Linked DNA regions of Mus musculus: region 1 is linked to region 2. A link is a contact called in public Micro-C data. All regions are on one chromosome and are shown on one strand. Each heading gives the region's core, a stretch centred on a gene start, on an enhancer-like site or on the middle of the called end of the contact. The rest is flanking DNA. Distances are from core to core; before and after follow the strand shown.

Region 1 (3,065 bases), core at 244-2,743, 180 kb after region 2:
AGGCAGATTTCTGAGTTCGAGGCCAGCCTGGTCTGCAGAGTGAGTTCTAGGACAGCCAGGGCTACACAGAGAAACCCTGTCTCAAAAAAAAAAAAAAAAAAAAGTGCTACAGGCACCTTAATTGTTAAATTTTATTTATTTACACATTAGGCTTTCTATTATAGTTAAGACTCGTTTAAATTTTTCCTATGATATATATATGTATATATGTATATATATATGTGTGTGTGTGTGTGTGTGTGTGTGTGTGTGTATTGGTACCAGTATTAATCCAATACAGGATTATCAACTGGTTTGTTTACTAGAGCGAAATTAGAAGCTTAAGGAATTATTACAGTGCTTTTAAAAATAATCATTTGAGCTTTGTAGCTGCAGGTGTCAGCGGTTGGAAGTAGTGGAATTTTATGTAGCAAGTAGGTGTTTTCCTAACTACATGATGTAGAAGTATCTTGTGTTTTGTGCTTTGTGATTGCTGGGCAGTTCAGGGCTAAAACAGCAGAGTGTTGAGGACATTGCCAGGGCTGTTTGAGGGATATTTTACAGGCCTCAGTTCTAGCCTCCTCTTTTATGACCACAATTTCAAAATAAATTATTAGAGCCTAGAAGCAAAGCAGTAAAAAAATACAGCTACTTTTAAAATCTCTTTTAGATAAAAGCTATGAGTTAATTTTTTTTTCCATTTCCTAAAAAGCTCTCATCTTGACATTCTTTGGGCATGTGTACAAAAAGGACAAAATACAAACAATAAAACAAAGTCCCACCGATCAGACACAGTTCCCTGGTCATAAACCCATGATCCCTTCCATCAGTGCCATCAAGTACTCTTTTAAAGGAGCAATAAACCTCCTTACATGCCCAAACATTTTGAAATTAACAAAGAAGAAAAATCTATGGAAGACCATTAACCATGATTTCCACAGACAAACATCTCTATTTCAGATTTCAATTTAAAGTTTGTTACTTAAATCTCAGCAGCTCTTATATTGTTGAAAGTAGAAAGTCATTTCTAAGTTGGCCTGGACCAATATATTTGAACTTCTTTTCCACTTACTTCTGAAAACATTGTGATAATAACATAATTTTTTTAAAAGTTTCAGAATAAAGCAAGCAGTTAAGCATAGTAGTTTATACCTGTAATTTTAATAACACTCGGGAGACTGAGATAGAATTAGCATAAATTGTAGGCCATCCTGGGCTACAGAGTTAGCCTTTGTCTCGAGAAAACAGAAAAGATAATAATTTTAAAATAAATCAAGCATACCCATGTGTCATGATGAACAACTTTAACCCCAGCACTGCAGATTCAAGAGGAGGTAGATTTCTATGAATTCAAGACTATCCTGGTGAGCCCCAGGCCAGCCAGGGCGACAAAGTAGGCACTGTCTGGAAATAGGGAAAGTGGAGCAGGAAGGCATACATGCACACATAGCTAGGAGGCTGAAGCAGAAGAATCACAGGTTTGAAACTAGCCTGGCTATGTAGCAAGACTGTCTCAAAAAATAGAGGAAATAAGAAAGAAGTATTTCCTGTTCTTAGTGTGCTGTTGATAATAGAACCATATTGCTTCATAGTGATGAATTACGTGATAAATATTGTTGCCTCCTAGATGGTGTTCAGGAAGTGGCTTATATCCACTCAAATCAGAATGTGATCGGCTCAAGCAGAGCTGAGAACCACATGAGCCGATGGGCAACGCGTGATGTGTTTGAGTTGAAGCAGTTTTCCCAGCTCCCTGCTAATGTAGCTGTTTGCAGTTCTAAGGTAAGAAACATTAGTTTTTATCTTATTTCTCACAAAAGTTTATCAATAGGGTCCTCTTTACGCCCTCAAAATAGCTGTTAAATCTGTTAAGAGACACAGCTAAGTGTTGAAAAGCCATATAACATAATAGTTGTAATCACAAATGTTTGGAATTTGTGGTGATTTAAATGAGAATGGTCCCCAGGCCTCATATGTTTGAATGCTAGGTCCCCAGTTGTTGAAACTGTCTGGAAGGATTAGGAGGTGTGAGTAGCCTTGTTGAAGGAGGTGTGTCACTGTGGGCAGGTTCTGAGGTTTCAAATGATTCTAACCATCTTCAGAGTTCTTTCTCTGCCTCTGAATTATGGATCAAGTTGTGAGTCCTTAGCTTCTGCCTACCTTAGTTAGCACTTCTGCCTACCCTATCACTGGTCTGCCTGCCTGCCTGCCTGCCTGCTAGCAGCCTCCCTGCAGTGATGGTCATGGACTCTAACCCTCTGAAACGCTAAGCGCCACATAAACCTTTTTTCTTTCATATGTTGCCTTCATTGTGGCATTTTATCACAGCAAAGAAAAGTAACTAAGACAAATTAAGTGACAAACCTAAATTAAAATGCCCAATAATACTGAGTTGACTAATAGTTTCACTTTTTAAAAATGAGCCTATGTCCCCAAATTCAAAGCAACCTCTAAGGGTTGTACATATTAATTCATAACCCTAAACTACTACTTCTTCTATGAAAGAAGAAAAGTATAGAATTCAGTTTCTTCCGGTTTTTGTTTGTATTGTTTTGTTTTGTTTTGTTTTTGAATCTGAAAGATACATACACAAAATTCTAGGATTTCCTATTATCTTTTATGAAGGATTTTCATAATGTTAAAATAATAAATTCTGTGGATTTTTCCTATTTAAGATTGCTGTTACATGGAAATAAAGCCTTACGTAAATATAATTTTTTGTTTATATGTGGTCATTTTCATCAGAGGCTTTTAAATATGTATCCATTGGTGTATTCATCTAGAAGCTTAATGTTTATTGTTGTATGGGTAGGGGCTAAAAGTACATGTTGCATATAACAGTGATAAAATGTAATGTTGCTTTTAAGGATGAAGAAGGGGAAAATCCCTCTAAACTTTCCAGCTGTCTTCATTAGGATTCAGAATGTCTTAACAATAAAACCAGAGTGCAAAGTAAAACTCATGACTACAGAAATATGAGTTTAAAAGTTGAGGATTGAGAGAAAGATAGACTATGGATGGATAGAGCAATGTATTCTACTTAGATATCTCTTTTTCCTAAGTTTTAAGATTTATTTATTTTATGT
Region 2 (3,366 bases), core at 743-3,242:
GAAAGAAGTTTAAAATGGGGCTGGAGAGATGGCTCAGGGGTTAGAGCAAGTGCTGCTTTTCCAGACTACCAGAGTTCAGTTCTCAAGCATCCAGTTCAGGTGGCTCACAACCCCTGTAAGTCCAACTCCAGGGCATTTGATTCCCTCTTCTGGCCTCTGCAGGCACCTGTACTCATATGTATCAGTGGACACATGCACACGCACACACACAAATGTTAAAACAAGTCTTATTTTTACTAAACATTTTTCTTATTTATTTATTTATTTATTTATTTGTTTATTTATTGAACATGCATGTTCTATCTGCATATGTACCTACATGCCAGAAGAGGGCATCAGATCCTTTTACAGATGGTTGTCAACCACTGTGTGGTTGCTGGGAATTGAACTCAGGACCTCTGAAAGCAGCAGACAGTGCTCTGAACCAACCACTGAGTCATCTCTCCAGGCCTCCAAATAAGTCTTTTTTTAAAAAGAAGAAAATTGGACTCATGGAAGCTTCTTGGGTTTTCCCTTGGACGAAGTGCCCGATTCTCTGACCTGCTATCCAGTCCTCATCCTTAGAACTTGGCCCGTCTGTGCCTTTAAGGTCACTGATGGATCTGGGTGAAAACTACAGGCTTGGGATAGAAACAAACTGTCACTTCCTTGCAAATCAAACAACGCAGATGGGGCAGAGCACAAGTTCAAAGGATACCACTGATGTTACAGAGATGTTTTCTCTGCTATCTATTTTAATTATGCAAATGTAACTGGAGATGGATAACAAACACATTGTGGTTAAGAGTTGTGTTTAGAATATTCTAGAGGGATGCAATGAGCAGGGATTTTCGTCTTATTGCAAAACTTGCCAGAAATTACAGTTAGGGGAGGAAGAAGAGCTACTCAGCACTGAAAGGCCCTTACATGTCAAGGGGCATCTGAAAACCCAGGGCTGTTACTCATGTCCCTGTCACTGCCGAGCCTGTGTGCAACAGATGGATCCAAACACCACATTCCTTTGCTGTTGAAATATCACAGTGGCAGTAATGGTGCCCTCTGGGGCTGTGGTTATTGTGGTCAGCAAACTGCTGACACCCAGCCCTGAGCTCAGGGCTTCATGGGTGTGCTGGTGCCATGATAACCCCGGCCCACTTTGTTCTGGGAATGGCTCCCCTCTCCTTGGGTTTTCTGGATGCAGGTTTTCTCCGTGAAAGCATTTATGTCCTGAGAACAGCTTTTAGGGCCCGCCTGGGCTCTGCAAATTAAAGGCACTAATTTAAAACCGCAGCTATTTACCTATTTCTTCATAATGAAAAATAAGAGCTGACATCTGGTAAGAAATGTCCCCTGCAACCCAAGGAAGTGACTCTTCTTTTTCTCATCATGAAAGGGACAGATCTCCATTGGTGGCCTTTCTTATTTACACCACACACATGGTAATGGCTCCACATCCAGCTCCTTAGTATAAACAGAAAAGATGGTCTTTTTCTGGGGAAGTTAATGAATTGAAAAACAAAGCTGTTCTGTATACCCACTCATTCCAAACGAATAAAAGAACTACAGTGCTCCAAGTCTCGGGCAAAACAGTTGCATTCAAACTAATTTTGCCCCTTCCACTCTCCTTCTCCCCACTTCCCACCCCCACCCCTTTTTAAGAAGAAAAAGAACCATTTAATCACCTTATAAGGGAAGAGAGCATTAAGGAAGCAGAGCAAGAGTCTGAGGCCCAGATCTTATTCTTGGCTGGGACAGGGCTCACTGGGCGATCCTAGGCTGTCCCTCAACTGTGCTTTTCTGTTGATGCAGCTGTGATAAGGGGACGCAGATGTGTGTGTGGTGCCCATGTGCAGCCTTTGGTGAGACGTGGAGCTAAATCAGGAGGGCCTGTTTTGCTGTTTGCAGCTTGGGATTTGAGGCTGAAATACTAGTGGGTCTCAGGCTCAAAGCCGGGAAAGTAGATGCACACACAGACAAGGCCTGGGGTGGGGCTCTGGGGTTTTGGAGTGAGGTTGCCATGGCAAACCCAGCACCCTGTGTCTGACTTTATAAACATACATCACAGTGTGGTCATCTCTTTACCAGTGAATTATGGTGTGTGATTTCACATGATGTTTCCTGTGATGTAGTCAAAGAATAAAAACGAAACGGCAACTAGGGAAGTAACTCAGTGAGAGCTGACATCTGGCAAGAAATGTCCCCTGCAACCCAAGGAAGTGACTCTTCTTTTTCTCATCATGAAAGGGACAGATCATGGGGACCAGAGTTTGATCCCCAGGAGTCACATGATTGTAATCTCAGCACTTGCAAAGTGAAAACAGACAGATCCCTAGGACTTTTCCAGCCTCATCTACTTGGTCACTCCCAGGACAGAGAGAGATTCTGCTCAAAAAATTAGGAGGTGGATGGAACTTAAGCATTGACACTTGACATTGTTCTCTTACATCCACATAAACATACACATTCATTCACACAATATATGCACACATTCACACACACACATATATACACATTTACATACACACAAATATATACACACATTCATCTATACCAGAATGTGTACACCTACATACACTTAAACACACATAAGCACACATAATACATACATACACATTCACATATATACACATATACACACACTCACACACATACACACACTCTTACACATATACACACATAAATACACATACACTCACACACATTCACACAGAGACTCTTACATACATACATGCACACATACACTCATATATATACATATACAGACATACTCTTAAACACATATACATACACACATACACTCTCACACACACACTCTTACACACATACACTCACATATGCATAGAGACATAATCTTACACACACGCATATATATACACACTCACAGACATACATTCTCTCACACATTCACACAATACATATACACCCTCAAACACTCACACACTCTCACACACATACACTCTCACTCAGACACAGACACATAAACACACAGACACACACAGACACACACAGACACACACACACACATACACAGAAAAGAAATAGGAAGAAACAGAGGAAGAAAGGATGGTGGTCATGTCCCACGGGGCAGCATCTGGTATAGAGATGCAGTTTTGCTCTGTACCCAGGCAGGCCTCTAAGATTTCCCCCTTCTGGACTTTCTGGCATCCGTCCATGGAAGATTCTGGAAGACTGCTAAGGTTTGCCTGGGATGGTTTCTAGTGTGCCCCTTCCCTTGCTTCTTCTATTGGTTCCTGCCCACTTCCTTCTGAGGGCTTCCCCACTGTCAGGAGCTTTCTTCCCTCTTCCCAGAGCTGCCCAGACCTCAGCTTGCCCAGGTGCTCTGAAGAATGTCTTCAGGGAACATTGGAGAATCTTCAGCTGAGTGGT

Evidence for each region. A called contact is a pair of places that touch in the nucleus more often than the background predicts.
Region 1: a contact with region 2 is called in a Micro-C map of macrophages, with 4 times the contacts expected there. The contact joins two enhancer-like sites. A contact is called at or near these places in 2 of 15 datasets of contacts at CTCF or cohesin (the G1E-ER4 cell line and pro-B cells), 3 of 484 Hi-C or Micro-C datasets (the G1E-ER4 cell line and macrophages) and 1 of 9 other capture datasets (adipose tissue).

The regions. Positions count from the first base shown.
Region 1 is chr13:63,875,773-63,878,837 of GRCm38.p6, forward strand. Ercc6l2 (excision repair cross-complementing rodent repair deficiency, complementation group 6 like 2) reads left to right here. Exons shown (of 19, transcript NM_001013608.3): 17 at 1,607-1,761. Among named protein-coding and RNA genes, the nearest start is that of Gm46423, 29 kb to the right of the region's middle. Within about 2 kb of position 1,494, at least 19 of the 459 cell types and tissues checked have an H3K27ac peak or open chromatin away from gene starts, as enhancers often do. A contact at or near this core is called in the G1E-ER4 cell line and macrophages, where this site is marked.
Region 2 is chr13:63,699,964-63,703,329 of GRCm38.p6, forward strand. The region is part of intron 4 of 1700024I08Rik (RIKEN cDNA 1700024I08 gene); the gene reads right to left. Among named protein-coding and RNA genes, the nearest start is that of 1700024I08Rik, 33 kb to the right of the region's middle. Within about 2 kb of position 1,993, at least 114 of the 459 cell types and tissues checked have an H3K27ac peak or open chromatin away from gene starts, as enhancers often do. A contact at or near this core is called in the G1E-ER4 cell line and macrophages, where this site is marked.